2 separate regions of the Rattus norvegicus genome follow, and region 1 is linked to region 2. A link is a contact called in public Hi-C data. All regions are on one chromosome and are shown on one strand. The core of a region is the stretch at or near the end of the contact, and the rest is flanking DNA. Distances in the headings are between cores, read along the strand shown. Region 1 has its middle 200 kb from the start of Mdfic. Region 2 overlaps Mdfic (MyoD family inhibitor domain containing).

Region 1 (5,066 bases), core at 1,443-3,942, 130 kb after region 2:
ATTCTTGTCTTCAGGTGTTCAGCTTTACTCTTACATAGCTAGAGGAGTTTCTACTCCTGTACTCAACTACTAGAGGTGCTCTGCCGTCCCTGTGCTCCCTCTCATCCATCATTGTACTCCCTCCAATTCATTATTGTTCTCCCTTTCATGCCTCCCATCACTGTGCTCTCTCCCATCACTGTGCTCCCTCCCATTACTGTGAGTCCTTTCATCACCATGAGTCCTTCCATCACTCTGCTCCCTCCCATCACTTAGTCCACCCATCACTGAGCTCCTCATTTGACATTTCCTAGGACCCCAGACACTCCAACCCAACGCTTCTTCCTTTCTATTCTAAGAGTTATGACTTCTGTTTATCTACCAGGTTAAGATTTGTAAAATATCGCTTAATTTGACTTGAAGAATGAAATAAAAAGGGTATTTGAGTCCTTTTTAATGCAAATGACCTCTACATTGGTTAAATATTAATTAAGTATGACCCTCCCCCCAACATACACTCACACTCCAAGAAACTAATATTCTCTATTCCTTGGAAAATCTCAGACACAGCAAAACCTAAACTTTCCAGGTTGACTTACCCTTTCTGAAGTCATCTCTATTTTCCATTATTTGAACTATATGGCATGGATATGTATGTATTCTTATTTACTGCTTGTGTGTTATTTTTGATATATTAATGAAATGTATAAAATTCTTAAGTCTAGTAGCCATCCTGTTTCTCTCACTAGGTCCATCTAACCTAAGGCTATGCATAACACATGCAGAAGTTTTCATTTTCCACTCAGGCTGCTCAATAAGTTGACATTTTTGTCATCTTAAAATGTGTCTCTTGAATTATAACTGCTAACCCATGTTTGTAAAGACCAAACTCTGATAATCCATGTATATTTATTATAGGAAGAAAATTACAGTCAGGGCTTTGGACATATTTTTCACACATGTAAAAATAATCAAAATATAACTTAAAAGATGATGATATATACATTTTTGAGCTTTATGAGGTTTTCAATGTAATCATTCCCATATATTTTGGGACAATTCTTTTCAGTGCCTTACAGTTTCTGAGTCTCTGTGGTAATTCATTAAATTGTTGCGTACAATCTATCATAACTTGTTTTTCCAACACTAATTTAGCCTGTCACAAATTATCACTTTTTCAGAAAAAAAAATAGAGCATGAATAACAGTTTCCACTCATGTTGCCAAACTTGTTAAGAACATTCCATTTGTTCTTCCAAAGCTAATGTTTACCTGTTAAAATAGACAATACTTGCATCTGAATCCTGATATTTTGTTTTTGTTCACTAGTTTAAGGGAGAATTGTCATCCATGCTGTGTATGTAGACACCCACCACCATGACTTTTACTGACCTTTGTAGAGAATTGTGAAACATTAACAGAAACCCTTATAAAGATAAATTCTTTCCTTACTAATTTAGCATCTAGCTGAAGTCACTTCTATTTATACAGAGGTAAAAGATGCTACACTCTTCGACGACAAATACTATTTTAGTCAGGAAAGGAATTAAGTCTTGCTTTCTAAATAAAGTTAAGCAATCTACTCAAAAATTTATATTCTACCACTCTCTTTGGCTTTAGACCATTTTAGAAAGAACCAAAGCCTTCTGGAATTTTATTTATTCAAAATGATTTTGAAATGTATTGCTCAATAGTGGTTAATTTTTTTTTTTTGTAAAAAAGAGTCAACGTGTACTTTCAATTCTTAGTAGTTCAAGCCCTCTGACTACACACCGACTTATTCTTTCATACCGTACCAAGCTGGCCTCAGACATACATAATAAATGATCCTCAAAGATAATGAATGTTTTGAAGCGTTCTCTTGATTTATGTTACTGGCTCACCAACTATTCCCAGGGAAAATGAGGTGGACTACTTCCAAATATGCCCTCCTCACCTTCCTGCTCACACCTCTCCGTCCTGCCAACATCTTGTTTTCACAGTTGTACTGTGTTAACCGATGCTCACTCTGTGTGGTCCTTTTCTAATAAGGAAGTAGAAATGGAGCAACTCCCTGATTGATTTTCTCTCTTACCGTAATCCTGGCCTCCTGAGAATCAGGAGGTCAGTGATTTACTCTCTGCTTTCCCTCCTTCCTCACTTTCCCCCCAAAAGGCTTTATTGGATGGAGAGCTCAGGGCAATGCCTCCTGACTGGAAGGTGAAGAAGATGCCTCGCATAGCACTTCTTCCCCCGGTGTGCACCTGTGGTTCAGCTCTGTGGCTCAATTGTCATGCTTTGAGTTGCTTTGTTCTTTTTTAACCAATTAATTGGGTGCTTCCCTAAAATACCAGGCCACAGTCCTGAGCAGGCAGGGCAAAATGGTCATCCGCACGAGGATGACCTGGATGGTTTGTAGAAGGCTGCAGAGCATAGCTAGGAGCAGTTTGTGGCTAGAAAGTACCTTAGAAAGTTATTTATTCTGCATGACACACACTGATAAAGGAGACAATTCCTCATTTAAGCTTATCACTGAGAGATACTGTTAGAGTGCAGGTTTAAAAGCAATATCTCCAAAACATTGCTCTAGGTGTTACAATAAATTCATAAAATGGTGATTCTGGGAATTTAAAACACTTTGGAAGAAACAAACAGAATGGATAAGCTTACTAAACTTTCAGACTGACGTTAATGTGTGTTTTGGAACATCAGAAGACAATGTACACTCACTTTGCTCTAGTGCCCTTTGCTCTGGAATCTTGGGGCCTAGAACCACAGATACAGTAAAAGTTGTCAACAGGGCAATAAAGCCCTACAGACATTGCTGTATAACACTGAAAGGAAAACAAATTAGCTTAAAGTTGAAAAGGAAAACTTAGCCAAAATGAGAGGTTGCTGTACTTTATGATGTTAACCAAATTGGAGAACTTGTGACTCCGTGTATTATTTAACTAAGATTTAAAAAATTCTTTCTCTTTTACTAAAAATGGATTCTTTTCTCATACAATATATCCTGATTACAGTTTCCCCACCCTCTACTCCTCCCAGTTCCTCTCCATGTCCCCTCTCTCGATATCTGTTTTGTTCCCACCTCTCATTAGAAAGGAACAGGCTACAAAGAGAAAAAACAAAATGTAAGAAAATGAAATATAATAAGACAAAATAAAAGGCATCACAGTGAAGTTAGAAAAGGGAAACCAACAGAAGGAAAAGAGCCCCAAGATAATATACATACATATGCATATATGTTCTGCTGTTCTTGCTGCGTCACTCTCTCTAGTTCATCTGAGCCTTGCTCAGTTCACTTCGAGAGCCTTGTGTCCCTGGTGACCTTCATTCCATCTGGCTCTAACACTCACTCTTTCTGCCTCCTCTTCCATGGAATTCTTTGAGTCACTCCATATTGAAAGCAAGTTGGAATTTGGTTGATAACAATCACAACAATGACGATTGCTTATTTGTTCATTATGTTATCACTAGGAGTTGATCACATATCACCTTCTTCTCTCTTCACAGTGATTCTACTAGATAATGTGTTAGAGTCTTATAGCTGTAATAATAAAGACTTCCATAACAAATTATCATGTCTCTGGAAACTTACAACAGTGAAAACTCATGATACCATACCTCCTACCTCCTGAATCTAAAATACCCAAATCCAGCCAAGTGTACGGTACTTCTGGCTCTGAGAGAGTGTTTTTCTTGGTATCTTCTGTTTTTTTTTTGGGGGGGGGATCCCAGGATGATTAAGGTGGAGTTACCTCACCCTGACCTCTTCCTGTCACTTTGGCGGCTCCTGTCCCCTGTAGTTTTTATCCCACATAAGTCTTAACAGTACAGTTGTCATTTAATTTAGAACCTACTCAGATAGTCCAGGATAATCTTATTTCAGGATCTTTAGCTTAATTGCATCTTCAAAGTCCTTCCCTCCTCTCAACTCAGTGAATAGTCCCAGTTTATCTTTGACAGCCACGAATCACTCACGGCAGGTAACGGGTGCTACCATTTCCACTTTACAGATTAAGAAGGGAAGCATGCTACATAATATTTATAAGAGTATGTGCCAGGAATGTCATATCAGGGAAAGTCATTTATGTATTCTGTATTATCTATTTAATGGTCACAGCAACCTACTGTCAGAAAAAATTGGGATTACTGATATTTTATGTACACTAAAACCCTTCTAAGTTGCCTAAAATTCCATATGCAAATGTACTCTTTTACTTCAAGGGATTATCTAACAAAAATGCAAGAAAAGTAAAAACATTCATTAGGTTAGATTGATTTAAGAGGCAAGAACTAAAGGAAGGGACAAGATAGAATACTATGTGTGGATAACATTTTTCAATGCATGGTTAAGGAAAGCCTTTCTTATAAAGAAGAAAAGGAGGGAAAAGAGGAGGAGGGGAGGAGCCATGGTGATGCCTGTGAGAAGAGAATTCTAGGCAGGCATAATAGTTATGCCACCTCTGAGGCATGGTCTGTAACTGCAGGAAGGAAAAGGGTCTTGTATCTGGTATGGGTATGTAGATTGTAGTGGGAAACATTGATACTTTTATACTAAAGCGAGGAATGAGATACTGAAAATAATAATCGGGTATAGCTAGAGCAACATAAAATACTCTAGAGATGGAAGGTCTGAGAAAAAAAGGAAGGTGTTATCACTTAAGCACTCCAAATCCAATGCTCATTCCTCCATGCAAGGATGGAATTATTAAAGCAAGAGCACTTTTTATGTGAAAAGTGCCAATTCATGTCCTGTTGACAATTGCATTTTTAAAAAGGAGGGTTTAAATTTGAGAGTTAGTTCTGATAGTGGCACACTCAAAGGGTTGAACAAAATGAAAACACATGTTCATAGAACTATAAAGTAAACTTGGATGGCCTGATCCACTCATTCTAAAATCATGGCCTCAGATGTGGGGTATGTTTATTGCCAAAACGCCATTCATCCCCTGTCATTAGACTGAAGAGGATCTGAATCTGGTTCTTCAGCTGCCACTGCAGCAGAGCAAGGAGGCCTAAGGGAGGCTCATCTGTTTAAGCAGTTCAACAGACTCCAGGAAACAGACAGTCTGAAAAAAAAAACAGGCTAATATCATTCCTATA
Region 2 (4,736 bases), core at 388-2,887:
TGGTGGGTGCAGGACAGGGTGGTTTTTCTGAACTTGTTGAGGAGGAAGATGGTAATGAAGACGGTTGTTCATTTCCCCAAAGTCATCTCTGCATGGAAAATCTAACTCTTCACTAACTTTCTGAAAGAAAAAAAAAAACCTCCTGCCCTAGCTCACTTTCTTCTCCATTAGGAAAATGTTGCCTCTGTTTTCTAGCCATGGCCCAGAGCCCTAGGGACGGCCATATGCCAGAGGCTCTGTGTAGGCGGTGACCTCCAGGTCTGTTTCTCAGGCAGGTGGTCGGTCTACAGCTAGGGGCCAGGAACGTTGTACAGCTCCTGTCTTGAGTTGGGCATCTGCCTGAAGCTGAGCTACTGTGCAGAATTCATAAAGATGCCTTACCCACGCACACTGCACGTACTTGAAAAGCAGAACTCTCTGGAAGATGCTCGTGTCCGGCCTGACCAGCTAGATTTTTGCAAAGGGTAGACATTCAGCTATTGTAGCTGAAACTTGGCAGAAGTAAAACTGACCTCTGGCCTACTTTTCCATTCTCTATTAAGAAGCAGCAAAGGTAGTGATGCAATTTCTGGGGTCAGTGATGTCATATCTGACCTCAGGGATGCACTGCCCAGTCAGGCCCCCGCCCCTGTGTAGTGTACACCCACCACCACGGAGCAGAGAATAACTCTGGGTCCTCTTTACCCCACTGATAACACTGATCCCAAAGCAGTGCTCTCAAACCTTAATGATGTAGCCCTCTGCAAGCTGACATCTAGCACCGCTTACCATGGCTTGCCCAATGCTAATGTACCTTTTTGCTCTTCAGCAACTCATTTGCATGCTCGTTACCCAGAAAGGAAAAGTACGTTCAACACTTTAAGTCATAGGAAACTATTATAGATTAGTCAAGATAAGAGGCATACTCATCTTTCTTCACTCAAAAATGGGTTGTGGGTGATTCTGAGAATTTTCTGCTTCCTGCCCACTCCTGTATTCCACTTCCTGTGTCGGGTATCTTCGTTCCAAGAAATTAAGAGTACCTGTCATACCACATCTTATGAGGAAGAAATGAAAGAAAAAGACTGTGTATCATATAGACCTGAGTGTATCACTCATATTGTTTCTTGATGGCACTTGATCAACTCTTTGCTCTAACAGATTTCCTCCTTGATGTCGATATTTCCTAGTGCGTTTGGCAACATACTGATGGGACAAATCAATCGGGGATGCTTTCATTATCAACTGGCTGTTCTCCCAAACAGAACCTTCCGTTTCATTTTCAACAAAACAGGCAGAGCTCCTGAGATCAGTCACAGACAATTTCTTCTAGTGGCTAAGGGGCTGTTTATGGTTTGCGTAGTTACCTTAGGGGTGGGATGGGGCTGCAAGCCTTTCAGATGGGCTGCAGCACCGGCTTTGCAAGTGGTGACCTTGGCTTGGGACTGTGACTGTACTAATTCATAATGGTATGTTTTTCTTTTATTTGCTGATGCTTTTAAAGTCAAAAGTCCTGCTAACGATCTCTTTTGATGTGTCCTTCTAAGCTCTTTCCTGCCTCCCGTTCCTCTGTTTTTCCTAAAGTTACAGTAGCTGTCAGTCTTCTGCTGAGTCCGCCTCTCAGTACACTGAATTGCACAATTCTTGCTTGGCCCAGTTTAGGCTAGGCATCCTTCCCAGAACCCAGTTGGCTTCTTAAAGGTTAAACAGTTTTGGTAAAAACTGCAAATCATGACTAAATAAAACCCATAAAAGCTGAAAACCTCAAGGACCTAGGGAAAAGGAATTTTTTTTTTTTTAACGTGAACCACATACAGGCAGAGTTCATCTTTTTTAAACTTTGTTTCTCTACTTTTCTTCCCAAATTTGGTTTGTTTATTTTGGATTTTTTGTTTAGTTTTGTTTTTTTTTTTCTTTTCTTCCTTCCTTCCTTCCTTCTTTTCTTTTCTTTTTAGATAGAGACTCTCGGTGCAGCCCAGCCTCGCCTTAAATTCTTGACACTCCTTCTTTGTCATTATAATATATGCTACCACAACCTGAGTTTCCTTCCTCTTTTGCTGTCTTTTGTTTGTTGGTTTGAGGCATTGTTCTCTAATGCCAGGGCTGCTCTGGAAATCCTGCTCTTTCTGCCTCCAGATCCCTAGTGTGGGTCTCCCTAGCCTGCTCTACCACACTGCCATGACAATTCTTACAATTCATTTTTGCTTCACATGTCTCTGCCACCCTAACGTGGTCTCTGACTCCTCTAGACACGGTAAGCACTACGTCTGTAACACATCTTTGTTCTCTGTGTCTATAAGCTTTTCATTGTGCTGAGTCATAATTCTGAGAACAAAAAAAGCAAAAAAAATTTTTTTTGGCAAGTAATAAATACAACTGCGTAATTGATATGGTAGGATGTAGGGGTCCTTTCTTCTATTTCTCTATGGAGAGTAAGTAGAAAATGAACGCGCTTGTGTAGATATCTGATGTCATTGTAATCATCACAGTTTTGATGTGTAGCTTCTTTAGGTACTTGTTAGTAAAGCAGAAACCCTGAAAATGATCAGTTTATTCTTCTACCAAATCTTAGTAATATTTGCTACTCTTCTTTCCTTGTTTTCTCATTTTGTCTTAGGCACTTCACTGCCTTGGCCATGTAGTGCCATATCTACAGCTGCTCTGAGATTTGACTAGCTTTAGCCCCCAGGACCTCAAATGCTCGACGTCTAAAGATTAGGTCAGTTCTCCGTTCTGTTGCTTTATTTTAGCTAACACACGTTCAACACTGAGCAGTCCATCTCATTTCACAATAGGATTGTAGTCTGAATTTATAAAACTTGTATACTAATCAATGAGGGAAAAGTGCAAACATGGAAACAGTATGAACTCAGTGAGAATGCATTTCAATGAAGAGAAAACTTGAACAGTCAACAGAAATGAGGACAGTCTGTATTAGCAAATGCAAAAATACACCTCTCTAGGGGTTCGGTGTCAAATTCAATGACTTGTCATGTGACCAAGTGAGACAGTTTCAATGACTGATAAAGATGTGGACAATCTCTTGCTTTGTTAGGATAAACAACGGGGCAGTTGCTTTGGGGGAAAATTTTCAATTCCATTTCCCAATAATATTAAACGTATACAATACCCTAACCCTGATTCCCTACAACTACTTATTTAGCATCCGTGTTCCCCCTCTTTAGCATATGTGTTCTCAGGAACTTGTTTGCAGTTTTCCCTAAAAGCAATTTTTAGTCAAGCAGAACTCCACAAGCAATCCGAATGTTTAGAGATTTGTGAGGATAAATCAGATCTGGTGTGTTCATCAACTAAGATGCCTCACAGCAGGAAAACGAACCATAGAATTCAAACCTCATGTCCTCTGAGAAAAATGTACTTTTCACTGGACTTCATGCAGGATGATTCCAGTCTCATGAAGTAAAGAGCACAAGTAGATATTAAAATTCACTCTTTTTTCCCTCAGTCAATGAAGTATCTTTTGTTTGTTTGTTTTATTTTGCCTTCTATTTGAGAGTGGGCCTCACTATGTAGCCCATGCTGACCTGGAACCTATTGCCACCCACCTACCTCAGTCTCCTAAATACTAGGATTACAGGCAAGGACCACGCCATGTTTGGCATCTAGTTATAATGTTCAGTGGGACAAACATTCTGTCCTCTTTATATTTTTGATAGATTTATCAGACACAAATAGTTCTTCCTAAGCATATTTTATGACTCATATATAAAGAATCTCTATGCTCAGTGTTCTAGTGAAATGACTCTGGTTTAGGAATTTCCTTTCTCATTCTTGAAATTTAAACATTCTACCTAGTATAAAATTAGGAATTGCATTTGTTCTCATTGAAATGTTGCTGAAATTGGTCAGTTTAATTGTTTGAAATTCATTAAATAGGACTGAAATACTGCCAATTAAATAGTATGTTGCTTTTGAAACAGTTTCTTACTCTGTAGCATGAAATGGGCTTTAACTCATGATCCTCCCTCTAGGAAGTGGTGGGATTGTAGGCCTTCAGCATGACATGGAACCTTCAACACAATTTTTTCTTAATGATAATTTAGTTCTCTATAACTTTTCACATGTTTTATGAATCACAACAATAACATCATCCTGAAAAATATCAAATGAGCAAAAAAAAAATATCAAATGGAAACTGGGGTGAACATGTATGAGAAAACTTATCAGAAGAATCCACCCCAAGATGCTTTATAAACCAGGAACCTTGCAAGGCCTTTCACATACTCTTCAGACTAATGTAGACTTCGGACTCGCACCGTCTTCACACTCTCACAGTTAAAACACTCACATTGACTCACATTTCTTTAGATGCTCTTATAACCAAAAACAAGAAAGTTATTTGAAATGTTTGTATACTGCCAAAAGCCAACTCGTTAGGGGAAGATTGGAGAGATGCAGCTCTTCACGACCACCATTTCTTTCTAGTTTCTGTATGAGCATTCTGTGTGGGAGTGCGTTTGGAACTTTAAAAAGGACAAGGATGTGTTGCAAGTCTTTAGTATCACAAACAGCTCTCGAGTTTTCAGTGTTCAGACCCCTTTGCCTTCATGATATTCAGTGCGTGTAGAAGGCTTTTGTGTTGCAACCTTTATTTCAGCCACCCTCCAAGTTCTTCACTGCAGACAAACTGAGGAGTTGGGAAGCTGATGAGATGCCAAGTGATAGGTTTGTGCAAGTGGAAGGTTACTGCTTGCTTTCCCTCACCCGAAACACTTGGAACAATGGAGGTGGAATAA

Evidence for each region. A called contact is a pair of places that touch in the nucleus more often than the background predicts.
Region 1: a contact with region 2 is called in a Hi-C map of liver, with 5 times the contacts expected there. The contact joins two enhancer-like sites. A contact is called at or near these places in 2 of 12 Hi-C or Micro-C datasets (kidney and liver).

The regions. Positions count from the first base shown.
Region 1 is chr4:45,140,194-45,145,259 of GRCr8, forward strand. No RefSeq gene overlaps it. Among named protein-coding and RNA genes, the nearest start is that of Mdfic, 200 kb to the left of the region's middle. Within about 2 kb of position 2,693, at least 1 of the 93 cell types and tissues checked has an H3K27ac peak or open chromatin away from gene starts, as enhancers often do. A contact at or near this core is called in liver, where this site is marked.
Region 2 is chr4:45,009,629-45,014,364 of GRCr8, forward strand. All of the region lies in intron 4 of Mdfic (MyoD family inhibitor domain containing), which reads left to right. Among named protein-coding and RNA genes, the nearest start is that of Mdfic, 73 kb to the left of the region's middle. Within about 2 kb of position 1,638, at least 15 of the 93 cell types and tissues checked have an H3K27ac peak or open chromatin away from gene starts, as enhancers often do. A contact at or near this core is called in liver, where this site is marked.